Linked DNA regions of Anser cygnoides: region 1 is linked to region 2. Evidence: chromatin contacts called from public Hi-C data. All regions are on one chromosome and are shown on one strand. Each heading gives the region's core, a stretch centred on a gene start, on an enhancer-like site or on the middle of the called end of the contact. The rest is flanking DNA. Distances are from core to core; before and after follow the strand shown. Region 1 holds the start of TCF20 (transcription factor 20). Region 2 overlaps TCF20 (transcription factor 20).

Evidence for each region. Hi-C and Micro-C count contacts between places; a contact is called where the count stands out from the background.
Region 1: a Hi-C map of liver shows a contact between it and region 2, with 1.9 times the contacts expected there. The contact joins the promoter of TCF20 here to the enhancer-like site in region 2. A contact is called at or near these places in 3 of 7 Hi-C or Micro-C datasets (all in liver).

Annotation. Positions count from the first base shown.
Region 1 is chr1:44,339,908-44,346,865 of Taihu_goose_T2T_genome, forward strand. It overlaps TCF20 (transcription factor 20), which reads right to left and starts at 2,709. Exons shown (of 8, transcript XM_066990189.1): 1 at 2,506-2,709. It overlaps LOC106046234 (a long non-coding RNA gene), which reads left to right and starts at 1,578. Exons shown (of 3, transcript XR_010828569.1): 1 at 1,578-2,129; 2 at 4,043-4,264; 3 at 4,848-6,958.
Region 2 is chr1:44,278,745-44,285,271 of Taihu_goose_T2T_genome, forward strand. The region is part of intron 2 of TCF20 (transcription factor 20); the gene reads right to left. Among named protein-coding and RNA genes, the nearest start is that of TCF20, 61 kb to the right of the region's middle. Within about 2 kb of position 1,882, at least 3 of the 3 cell types and tissues checked have open chromatin away from gene starts, as enhancers often do. A contact at or near this core is called in liver, where this site is marked.

The sequences.
Region 1 (6,958 bases), core at 1,459-3,958, 62 kb after region 2:
AACCATATGGCAGGAAGTGGTTTTCAAGGTGAACTACAAAGCTGTTTTAAATAAATGAATAAACTGCTGGAGCTGCTGGGTCACTCGCAGAACCATATACGCAGGATTAGACGTCATTTAAAAAAATATACAACAAAAAAAAAAGTAATTAGCTCTTCTTTTCACTTTCCTGCCTGTAGTCTACATCTGTGTTTGTTCTTATTTTTAAGGACTTGTTTCAAGCGATTAACGTTTGCACCTATTTGCAGCTACCAGCGAGCCGTCAAACTCGCGCGTTTTCAAAAGCCTTGCAGCTCACCCTGAAGCGAGAACCAAGTTTGTAGGATATAAAACCTTTTATCTCTTCCTCGGTGTCATTACACAATCCCAGCCAGGTCATCCGACGCTAATAATCGCTCCTGAAGCCGCGCGTCTCCGCGATGACTTCCGCGACAGAGAGAGAGCCGGGGGGGTCACGCACACCACGCGCCGGACCCCGCGATGCCCCGCTGCAGAAGAGGAGCTCGGAGGGACGGGGAGGCTGAGCGCGGCATCCCCCCTGCTCCTGCTCCTGCCCGCTGCCAGCTCACCCTTCAAAGGCTGTGCGCGAAGAGGGGGCCGGAGAGTTTGTGCTGCTCCTGCTCTGCAGGCAGGCTGTCTCGTGGCCGTTGTCCCTGCCCTCTCAAACCCCTTCTGGTCTGCTCAGATATGAAAGGCGCACAGCGAGAGGTTCCCTCATTACCTTTCTGAGCCCAGACAGAGCAAACCTGGGCGAGACTGTCTTACGGTTTCCAGCGAGCATATGGCCAAAGTGCATCAAATTCATAATAGCTTAAAAATACTTGAAATAAATTCTACCCGATGACTCAGTTTCAAAAATGTGCCGTGCATATTTTTTTTTTAAAGGGAAGGGACAGGCAAACTAATCTTCACTTCAAACCTCTCGCCCAGTCTAGGGCAAAAACCAACCTTTCCTCCTTATTTTGTAAGGGCACAAGCTGGCAGCCACAGCCATTAGTCTTCCACAGCAGCTAATGACCCACACGAAGCAAACTGTCAGGATCCCAGTCCAGGTCCTTGTGACACAGCTGGTTACATTAAAAACAGTCATATCTTCAGCGCTAATCAGCAGAAGCTGAGCTGGCTATTGACAGATTCTCCCCTGGTCCGTCCCCCCCATGACCAAGAAACAGCCTGCACAGGGAAGGGAGCCAGGATAGGAACTGTAGATAAAAGAAGGGCTGGGGGAAAAAACAAGCCCTCACAATCAGTATTCCCTGCTCACCGTTTTGCCCCAAGTTTGGAGGGTTTACTGCTATAACCGAAGTCACACTAGGTAAGATTTGTAGCTTCCATTAAAAATAAACTCGAGGCCCAAGCCTGCACGAAGAAGCGCATAAACCTGCACATCGGGTCCACCCTGCAGAGTGCTGCCGAGGACCCCAGCGCCACCCCGGGCAAGCCCTGGGGCATGGGCAGCACGAAGGGGCCAGCTCTCAGTCCTCGAGCGCCGGACGCCCCGGCCCTGAACAGGGCAGCATCAACAGGGCTTGGTCCTGCCCTCAGAGGCCCTGGGCACACAGGGGACAGCGGTGGCTTGCTCCTCCTCGCCCCTTAGCTTCTCTTGTTTTGAATTCTGATTTAAGGAGCGTTAGTTAGCACCAGCACGGCCAGCCCAGCGCCTTCCCTTGGAAGGGAACCGCGGTTTCTCCTCGGTCCCCACAAGCCAAGATAAGCGCTGGAAGGAAGCCACCGTCCCAGGGGCACTCCCAGCTGGACAGAGCCGGGGCACGCGGCCACCCAGCGCACGAGGAAGACGCTGGCCGAGCTCAGGAGTGGATTATTTCAGTATCACAGCAGCGAGGGTCACGGGCCAAGAAGGAAATTGAAAAAGGAGAACAACAACAACAACAAGAAGCAGCTGGCCTCCGACGCCAGCTCCGGCCGTGCCACCGTCTCCGCTCCCAGCGGGGTCTCCGGCCCGAAGCCTTTGTCGCCGGAGGACGGCGTCACCCCCGTGTCACCCACGGGCACTGTCGACAACTTCAAGTCACGGTCCCGGCGGGCACGTACGTCCCAGGGAAAAGGCAGCTGGTGCCAGGACGGTGCTTTAACAGGACATGGGATCACCGCAACGCTCATCCCAGAAGGTCAGGGTGGGCTGGGGGGGCATGCAAGGAGGGGGGAAGCGACGCACGGGGCTGCACAGCGCTCCCCATAAAGCATCCACGCGTGGGGAAGGAAGCAAGCGGCGGGGCACGGCGGCCGGGACACCCACGGAGCCCGTGACCGAGGCACCCCACAGCACGCGTGGGGCCCCCAATTCCCCACAGATATAGGGGATATGGGGGGGGGGGGGGGGGGGCTGGTGTTGCGGCTGCCGTACCCAAACCCACAGCAAACCCCGCGCACCGAGGGAGGGGGGGGTGGAGGGGAAGAGAATAAAAAGTCACCTCCAGCGGGGAGAAGGGGGGAGGACCCGGACCCGGCCCCAGACCCGCCGCCCCCCCCGTGCCCCCCGCTCACCTGGCGGGGCCGCCCCTCACCGTGCCATGGCGGCACGGCCCGGCCCGGCCCGGCCCTTCCCGCGGCGGGGAGCGGGGCTCCCGGTTCTTTGTTGCGCGGCGGGGAGCGGGGCACGGATCCTGTCACGTCATGTGACCCGCCGGGGGTGTCGGCTTTTTTTTTTTTTTTTTTCCCTCCTTTTTCTTTTTTTTGGCTTTATTTATTTATTATTTATTCCTTCCCTCCCTCCCTCCCTCCCTCCCTCCCCCCCACCCCAGCCCGCCCGCCCAGCCGCCCACCCTTCGGGCCGTGAGGTGGCTGCCGGCGGAGCGGCGGCGGCCGGGGAGGAGGAGCCGCGGGCGGGGAGGGCTCCCTCGGCGGGGCCGGCGGCGGCTCGGGCTCGGGCTGGGGCTCGGGGGCGGGCTCCGGCGTCGCCCAGCGCTGCCTGCGGGCGGCGGCGGGGCAGGGCCGGGCCCGTGCCCGTGTCCCGGGGCCTGGCGCCGCTCCCCCGGGCCGGGAGGGCCCGAGCTGGGCCTGCCCCCGGCGGGGGTGGGTGTCGGGCGCTGCCCGGGCCGCCGCAGGGGGTTTTGTCGTTTAAGAGCCCCGCAGGGGTTTCTCGTCGGCGTGTCGGCTCCTTTTTGTGCGTGGTTTTGGGGATTTGGTGCTTGGTGGTTTTTATTTTGGAGCCGTGCGAGATTTCCGTGTCTGGCGCCTCACGCAGCTGGCCGCTCCGGGCAGCCTTCGGTCCCCTCCTGTTGTGCGTTGGGCTCCTCTGTGGCTCTCCGCGCCCCACAGCACCAGCTTCCCCACGAGCTGGAGCCAAAACACATCACGCTGCCAAGCCGGGCCACACATGGGAAGCGCGCACTGCGTATTCCGATCAGAAACAGCTCAGAAAAGCTGGGACTCCTTCGTCAAGTACAGCCACAAATGCAATGCGCGGCTTCCCCTCGGCTCAATCCCCAAGGTGGCTCTTACCCCAACACCAGCTTTCTAGGCACCACGACTGACGCACAAACATGGCAGCCCACGAGCCAGAGCCTCTGCGAGAGCACTCAGGCCGTAAAACCGCCTCCGTAAAGCTGATGCGCTCAGCAGCCGCCCAGACCACACCAAGGAGCCGCGAGGCTCGGCCAGCCCTGCCGGGACTCCTCCACCTGCTCCGAGGGGAGCGCTGGCGGCTGCTCTACCACCGAGGTCACGCTTTGGCAAAACACGTAGGTGCCTGCTGCGTTAAAGACGCAACAGCAGCCAGAGCAATTTTAGAAAATCATTTTTTTCAAGGAATCAAATTTTGTTTGGTGTTTGTCCAGTGCGACCGATGTTAAAAAGGTCTGGCAAAGTCTCCGACCACATTAGCTTGCTGCCAATTTGTTTTTCTGCTCTTAATTTTAGAGTCTACTGTAACATTCCCCCTCCCGCGACCACATTTCCCTGATAGCGATAATATTACATGCTAAAATCCACACACAAATTAATCTTTTAAATGACAATCTCCATTTGAAAGATTTTTTCCCCACTGCCTCTCCTCCTAACCTTCAGCCTCTCCCTTTCCCAGCTCATTACAGGAAGCAAATCTGCAGATGAAAACATGAAATAGAACCAGATCCCGCCAGAGCATCAAACATGAAATACGCCAGCGCCACTCCACAGACGGCATAATCAATGCCCTTCTTCCCACAGCAAAACCACCGAAATTCTTTGTTCCTGCGCATAGTCGTCCCAAATCGCTACAGTTCATCACTTCCTCCAGCAGATGAGATACCCCCCCAGAAACCATGTGAGTGAAAACGAATAATTGCCATCTTAGAATGAGTGCGTACAGGCAGCCAATAAAGGACAGAAACACAAACTCATCATTAGCAGAATGTTGTGTTGGAAAATAACAACCCTCGCCCCTCAGTCCTTATCCCAAAGGAGACCTGCAAAATACTCCCAGAAGATAAATCTCATAATTTAAACTTGTCAGCCCCTAGATACTGAAACTCATGGGTCTAACAGAGGTGTTGCTTTCTTAGCCCACTGCAGCCTCCCTGCTGACCTCTCCCTTTGTCACCCGCACAAACAACCCTTTCTTCACTAGTGGTCCAGCAGAGAACTAGCAGCTTGTCAGTCACTTCTGCTCACACCCTTTTGCACTCCATAGGTGCTCCTTTTTTTTTTTTCTCAAGTGGTCAAATTGATTAATATAATTAGATTAAACTAAGAGCAATTGCATCTAGCCTGTAGTTAGCTTGAATTTTGCTGCTTTCTGTCAGATCTGATAAAAAGACCCTGAGCCCAAAAGCTTGTTTGCTTTTTCCAGTTATATCAGTTGATCTAATAAAAGATATTACCTTTCTCCACAAACCTTGCTTCCCTAGGATCTTCAGACCATCACAGCTACAACAACAACACTTTTACTGTCTTGCCTGCTCTAACTGATTCTTCTAGATTCTCTTATCTATAAAATAGAATAAGATAAAACATATTCTGTATCGATTCTTATGCTGTTTTCACAACCATAATATTCAAGTACCTTCTAGGACTACATTAACTGATCAACTGTCACGTGTAGGGTTTGTTTTTCTTTGTCTTGTTCTCTCTCCCCAGGAAGAAAATGATGCACAGAGCAGTGTTTTGGTTCTGTGAGTTGCTTTTTTTTCCCTCCTCTATTCTTGTTGCTCTGCATTTGTAGCAGAGAAAATGAGGATGATGGCAATTTCTGTGATAGACCTTATTTCCCAGGGAAGTTAATTTCAGAGTGTTGAGCCACCCGTAGAAAGATGTCTCCTGCACAACGGAACATTATAATATGTCATTCCCAACCAGAGAAAAGCTAATCTGTATTCTTGACACTTGGGACAGAAACTTCCTAAGAAAAAAACAGCTTTTTCCCTTCTCCAGAAAAAGAGTTTCGACCCGTGATCCTCAGTATGCGAGGTTCCGACAGATTGCTGCGAATTATTAACATACAGGCCAGCACTCTGTACAGCTATAAACAGGAATGTCTGGAAACCACAAAGGGTAACATACCTTTTAATCGCACTGAAACACGCGGCCATAGGGCTGCTGGGAGGGAGACGGTGGAAATAAATTATTTCATGCTAAAACACAGAGAGCGTTTACTCATGTGTAAGGAGTCACGCTGCCGCTCCTCACAGAGGAACCCTAAGCAATCCCACGTGTCTGAAAGGCAGTAGGTACAACATACGAGCTACTGAAAGGTAGAAACTGAGGTGAAGAGAGGAATCATCTGTGCTCAAGCACTGAAAGCAGAAATACCAGAAGACCTCAGGGAGACAGTAGACAGCAGATTTAATATGTTTTTGCAATGTGATACGGCAGCAAAAATCATGCAGTTAATTTAATTTGGGGTTGTAAAGGCAGAGACCTCTTCTCAGAGATATAGGCAATAGTCCCATTTTTTAATATAGTGGCAAGACCGCAGTTTGAAGACATGTTTAGTTCTGGACAGCTCGGTGCTAGCTAGATGTCAACAACTTGGAGGGAAATAAATAAAAAAAAAAGGAACATAAAATGATAAAAAAGCTGGAAGGGATTACAGTGTGTGTAGGTTGGCCAAATAACAACTGTGAAGAGCATCATGGGAATTGTGTGCGAGAATTTCAGGGTGCAGAAACACCAGGGAGCGAGAAAGGCTGCTTAGGGTTGTCTGATGGAGTATAAATGATATCCATGTAAATGAAATGAAGCAAAGGAATCATTAATCTGCAAGACAGCATCTCAGAGGAGCTCCCATCACCTGAGTCACAGAAGACAATCAAGAAACAGTGACTGCAGGAAGGGATTAGATGAGGACGGTGTGCCTGTGGGCTGTCTCATCCCTGCCCGTCTAGCTGCTCGCTAACTGGGACATCTGCAGAGCAATAGGTCCCAGCCCTGTACGTCGTGGAAACTTTCCCTTTCAACTCCATTGCTGGAGATACTTGAAGACCAAATAACCATGCTAAGTTCCAGCAGGTGACCATGGAAGGAGTGCTGTATTCACAGCGATCCAGGGGGTGAAAAACTTCAGAGTTTTTCCCTTTTACCACTGGGATTTTCTGGAGATGTCACTGGCTCATCGTCTGGTAAGGACGGCGGTGACACCACTCCTGTGTTTTAATATTGTCATCATGACGTTCTCTTGGATTACACAGAGCTTTGAGTTGTTGTCCTGGGCAGCACTCACCTCTTCCAAAAAGTCTGTGGCACCCAGAGACAGCAGTTAATTGAAATGAAAAAAAAAAATAAAAATCAGACGCTTTATTATTCCTTAATTAGAGTAATGAGGTCAAAGCAAGTCCTTTTTCTAACACAGTAGGAAAGCCAACTTGAACTTGAAGCCATACCACCTCTATATCTCGTTGTGCCATCACTTATCCCGGCCTCCTAGCACAGGAACCCGACAGCACAGTATGTCGCTCCCAACCAGGGCTGACACACCGCGATGCCGTCCATCCTGAATGTACCACACACGCATTGCTGAAAA
Region 2 (6,527 bases), core at 632-3,131:
CAACCAAGCTGCTCCAAGCGCTTCCATACTGAGAAGCATCTTCAACCTGCCCCAGGCTGGAAAGGTACATTAAAGTACGCATTTCAGGAGAAAAAAAAGAAAAAAAAAACAGGGTCCATAATTCCCAAAGCCTCTGAAACCTGATTTAGAGATCAAAGCCCAAGCTATGTCAAAACGCATACTATTCTACTCAAAAAGATGCTAACAAATTTAAAGCTAAGTAGGCTAGAGAATACCAAACTTGCAAGAAGGTCCAAAAACCTCCCCTAGACATTTAAGTGCATTAATACAAAGCCCCAAAGCTATCAGTTTGTCTGAGGTTATTCCCAAAACCGTAAGCAATGAAAATGTACAGTAGCAAGTCATATTTTTGACATAAAAGGTGTTGTCATCCTCCCCCTCAGAAAGCATAGTACCTTACTTGCTAACTTAACCAGGAGAAAGTTAAGAAAATACAAAAATATGCATTCCACATGCCAGCAATTTACAGAAGTGGACAAATACTATCCTCCTCTCCTTGTACTATTAACAAAGTTTATTAAGAGAAAGGTGACTGATAAATACTCTTTTTTCGTTTCTTTTTGGTAGTTATACTTTCTGCAGTATTTTAATGTAGATGACTATTTATGTGTGAACCGAACCTAATGCAGAGATGGATTTAAAAAAAATACAGCTTCATACAACTCAAGGTAAAGGAAACAAATCCACATTTTGTAGGGCGGCACACTGAAGGCAAAAAGCTTTCAGCCAAGTGAAAACTTAAAATGCTTAATATTGTTCTGTGTAACACATATGCTCCACCAAACGGACACCTCTTCCTGAACTGAATTTAACAAATATGCTGCATCTGTAACGCGAAGGTTGCTGCATGTCCATCATCAATCCGCTCTGGGCAAGCGGAAAGGTTGAGCAAAGCCGGGTTAAAGGTGCGCCAACTGCTACACGCGCAGCTATTGATCAGGAAGCACGCTGGAAAGCAAGGACTGCTCGGAATTATCCGTGGAATCAACAGATGGCAACAGCCACTGCAGACACGAATAGCTTTCAAAACACTAACCTAAACATAGAAAGCTCAGAAACTGATCCTCAGTCCCCTCGCAGGCATCTCGCTTTTTTCTTTTCCCCTCCTGTTTTCAGAGACGGAGAAGAGAAGCAGAATGGTGTGGGAAACGATGCCAGGATTCAAGCAGGCTGCCTGCCCTCCTAACGGAGGTGTAACGCTACGGGTAAGAGCCACAGCACAGAGCCACGGCAGTCCACCCACCGAGACGAGGGATTCTGGCGGTGCCAACCCCCCCCGCGCAGGCAGACGCTTGTTGATTCGCACACAACCGCAGCCCCATTTCCAACTTCACAACGCAGCCCCGGTGCCACCGGCCGGCTCCGGTACCGGCTTACATAACTTTCCCGTAGTCCTCCCTGGAGGTAAGGAAAACCAGCTCCCGGCAGCACCGCCAGCGGCCCGGCCGCGCTCCGCCAACGGAGGCCAGGTCAACCCTGCCGAGGGGCCGGGACCACCGGGCACCCCGGGCGGGCCCCGAGCCCCAGAGGCAGGCCCACGGCCGCCGGCTCCCTGCAGGAATAAAGGGGGAGGGGGGGGGTGAAGCGGTCCGGGGGCACCTCCCGGGGCCGGGGGCACCTCCCGGGGCCCGGCCCTTACCTGCGGCCCTCCCCGCCCCCCCACCCCGTGCCGCGGGAGGCGGGCGCGGGGCGGGGGCGCTCAGCGGCGGGGCCCGGCTGCGGGCCGGGGGGGGCCCGGCGGCGGCGGCGGCGGCGGGGGGCTGGCGGGCTGCATCCTGGCCGCGCGCGCACACGCCGCACGCGCACGCACGCGCACGCAGGAAATAACACGGGGTCACCTGACCCCCGCCCAGCCAATGGCGGCGGCCGCTCGGCGCCAGCGGGAACGGCGCGCGAGGCGGCGGGTCCCGGCCGGGCGGAGGGGAGGTGGGGGTGGGTGGCGAGCGGAGCGTGCGCGCGCGCGCCCGGCGGTGTGTATCTGTGCGTGCGCGCGCACGCGGTGGCGGGAGGGAGGGAGCGTCCCTCCCCCCCCCTCCCCCAAGGGACCTCCCCAACATGGAGGCCGGGCGCGGGCTGCGCGCTGAGCTGCTCCCGGCTCCCGCTTCGGAACCGCCTCAGCAGCCGAATAAACGCTCTTATAAACACCCTCAGCGCTCCCGAGGTTCCTACAGACCGTGGACTGGGGGGGGGGGGGGTGGTTAGGGGCGCCTGGTGGTGCTGCTGCGGCTGAGGAGCTGAAGTTTGGCCAACGTTCACCGCTCGTGGTGGCTTTCCCTCAGGGACGTGACAGAAATGAGGGGACGGGCGGGGAGCTCCGCCGAGCCGATGCGATGGGCTCAGGAGCTGCCCTGTTTGCCCAGCCTTGTTCGCCCAGGTCCTCGGCACACATCATCCTCCTGTAGCCAGCCTTATCTGAGGGAGGGCCGCGGCTCCCAGCTCACCCCAAAAAGCAACGACCTGCCGAGAAGGGCTGTCCTCAAAGCACCGGCGGCTCCCCCGCGGGTGTCCTGCTCCGTGAAAAATAAATGCGAAACACCACGCCGCGCACTTTGCGTTATCTGTCAAAATCAGTTCTGAGACCGGCTGAGATTCCGTTGGGATAAGGCTGCAACGATGGCAGCTGGCCGGGAAAACCACCGGGCGCGTCCGACAAGCGCTGCTTCCATTTCTCGTCGAGGGCAGGTAGACAACCACGTGGCCAAAGAGAGCGCCCAGGAAGGACTCGCCTGCTCCTCCGCTCCTCTTTGGGCTCAGCACAAGGCCAGGAATCCTCCTCTCGGAGCCAAGCCCGCTGCTGTGATCCGTGCCTTATCTCCCTCGGATTAGCTTACTGCGGCGTGCCCCGCGTGCGCTACCTGGGGATCGCGGCTGGGCACACGGGCGCTGCGTTACGAGGCACGCTGCTCCTCCCGCCGTGCGGCGTGCCCGTGCTCTCGCCAGCACTTGTTGCCCGCTTGCAAGCAGTGTTTCAGGCGTGGTGCCTCCCTCGTGGGAGGTGGAAGTCATTCACTGCCTCCTTCGTCTGGAGCAGAGGCTCCGCCAGCGCATTCGCCGCGACAAGCCGTTACTTTACTCCCGTCACAAACAGCCCTAATCTCGTCGACTCTCACCGCATGCTAAAAGCTTGGTGCAAGCAGCATTCCCTCTGGGGCTGGAGGACGGTGATAAAAGCCGTAATGGGGTGGGGGAACTCGATAAGGGTTTTATAATTTGATTTTCCATTATCTGTTTTCTGATTCTGAAGGGAAATGTCAATTGAGGTCAATCCTTTATGTAGATTTATAAGGCAGGAGTGCTTCGAGTGCTTTACCTTAAGTTAAACTTAAACGTACCTTAAAGTAAAACCCTTTAGTATATAGAAATACATGAAAACACAGCTTATTTATACATGCTTGGTGTATCGAGGTATTTCTTACCTCACGTACAAAATGAAGTTGCAGCATGAACAGAGAAAGTTATGCCCAAAAAAATGCTATAAAACTGTAAGAGAGCTAGCAATCACAAGTCAAAAATTTCTCAAAGGCGCAAAAGTAAGTGAATTTGCATCCTTAAATACCTGGATCTCTGTCTGCTTCACCACAGTGCTTCCATCTCTGCTACTAACGGGTGTCGTAAAGGAAGCACAAGAGGAGTCAGGTTTTAAAAAATCTAAAACCTCAACATCTTACAAGGATAAACTGAAGTTGTTTAAAAAGAAAAAAAAAACAGGCTATAAATGCAGGCAAATTCCACACTATCGTCAGCTGTTACACTACAGCAGGCATCACTGGTAACCTACAGGATCACCTGAAGTCTAGAATGAAAACAAAAGAACCAAAATATATTAATTAACTATCACGTGAGCACAGATGCCATCTACTTTGTTGCTTTTGAAGTGATGTATTGGGCCTTAAGATACAACCCCACTGAGCTTAATGGAGAATTTAATTCTCTCAGAACCTAATTTTTGGCTGTCTGCAGACTCCGGAAGAAAAACCACCGTCATTAGTATACCTTGTTCACATCACCAGTTTTTTTCCTTGCCACTGAATGCTTCGCTTTCTTTCCAGAAGAAAGAAATTCAACCTTCTGACTTACCCATTCAGTGACAACTACTCAACGATGATCAGTTACACAAAATATTGTTATAAATAAAACATCGTTAGGACTAACAGAGAAAGCAATCCCGTTATGCTCCTGTTGGGCTCTGACCCCGCAGATGGGTGACCAGGGCTGGTATCTAGCATCCACGCGAGCAGTTCTAGTTCAGCATAAAGCCATCAATAGTATCCACACGCGCTTAAAGCAACTTATAAGCAAATTGCTCTTCAGTTCTTAAAAGAGGAAAAAAAGAGAACAGGGATTTAAGGCCAAAATCGGTCACTTACCAAAATAAACCCTTAAAGGACCAATTTTAAAATCAACGGAACAAACTAAAGAGGTTTGCATGTAAATTTCCAGCAAATACATTCTGTAATCAGAAAGTAAGTCCTATAAATTGAGCAGATGCACCGCACCACCCTCATAAGACTGAAGTCCCTGCTTTGTGTGGAAGGAAATCAGCTCAGCCCTAATCGTCTGCAGCCGCTGCAGGACCACCACCACAAAACCCTCCCAAGCTCTGCCTGCGTCCCCGTAGACATCTTTTCCTCCCACCTAATCAAAGTGCTTGCACACGAACAAGCCAGAGATGGGAAGGAAAATAGCCTCGAGACTTGAAACCCTCCCTTACGAAGGATGGGAGGTTCTGGGTGAAATTAAGCCCCATAAATAGCCCTTGGGGTTAGAGTCACTGTTCCTACACGCCCTGCTGCCTTCTCACATATGGAAACAGCAAGGACTCTCTCGGCGGATATGAGCTCTGCCAATGGCAAAAGCAAACGTTTTTTTCCTGTTATGCCTTAATGTAAGGCTTACCTTGCACATCCCTTTCCCCTCTCCCACAGATCCCTGAGAAAAATCTCCCTCTGACCCTGAGAGGACTGACAAATGGAGATGGAGAGTCTCCTTCTGTCTTTGAGGTCACCACTTCTGATCTAGCCATAATTCAGTGATTACTCAGTTGCTATGGCTCTGCAGGAGCATACATCAGCAGCTTGGGGGGGGGAAAGGAAGGAGTGCCCGGTTCCTGACCTCCACCACACCTCATCTCCACACCCCCCTGAGCTCCCTCTGCCTGAAAGGGGGGAGGACTGCAGCCCGGCTGCAAGGGATGCAGCCTGTGGGACTGAGAACAAGTCTGTGGGTAACAGGTGCTGGAAAGGCTCGGGGCGCCCCAGTGTTTCTTAGCCGAAAGAGGATGTCTGAACGCAGCTGGCGGGGTCCTCTGAGAGATTTCTGAGAGATTTCTTCTCCTTTATGAAAGGTTTCATTGCTGATGAAAAGCATTGAACCAGCAGCACCAGAAGGCTGAAGGCTCCAGAGTCAGGCACGCAGATTTCTTACAGGCGCGAAAACCGTCCCCTCAAAGCACTGCCCTCATCCTAATCCTTCCCCCGTTACACAACTCCGTGTCACGCACAGGCTCACCGCTGCACTTTTACAGCTTTCATCTCGAGGCACTTAGATGCTAGGGGAATGGGCATTAGAGACTAGCTTGAAGACAGATGATACAAAAGATGACAGCGAGATCAGGCACCTACAGGTCACGCAACCAGGGACTGAAACTGATACTCACGGTGGGACAGCTAAGTCTCTAAGCAAGTGTAAAGCAAGGGCAGCGAGCCTGTTTCTCTTCCTCCAAGAAAGACATCAGCATGGCTGCATTCATTAACATTTCCTACCTCTCTTCCCATCTAGCCCCAGGATTCCCCACACCTTCCTCCTATTTCTTTTACGCTTACTTCAGATAAAAAGTGTTACGTCTGACCCTGGGCAAGGGAGAAGCAGCATCAGACATCTCCCGAGGAACTGCAGCAAAGACAGGGAGGGCTCTCCTCTCATTAATTCACCGATACTGAACTTTCCCCCTAAGACAGCCACAGGACCTGAGCACTTGCTGGAAAGCATTTTGGAAGAACGTGGATTTGAGATCAATCAGCCTACCGACTGTCATGTCTTGGGTGCATCGCTTGCAAGTGGCTCTCCTCCAGGCACCAGAAGCACCTCCATAAGCCACAGTGCTAAGTCCTAGAGCCAAATTCCTGCAGCAGAACAACAACTGGATTGAAGGACTCTGGAGTTTCTCAAAGGAAGAAAAATGATAAAGCAGCTGAAGGCAGGCAGCGTGAATCATGGCAGGAAAAAAATTAAATCACCTATACGGTAGACAATTCTGCTCTATCTTTTAATCCCGCAACACTTCTGTCCTCTCATCTTCCCGTTACAAGGAGCTGATTCATGAAAATAGGATCTTTGTACCTTAAGACCTGCTCAGCTTCTTCTGCTTATTCCTTTTACCTCCTGCCAAAAAGCTGCTCCTGGCAGAATCAGAATTAGTTGCTGTGAAAGTGATTGTGATGTTGCAGACAAAAGAATCTGAGTCCAGTAAAAAGGCTAGGAACAACAGAAGCTGAACTTTTGAGGAA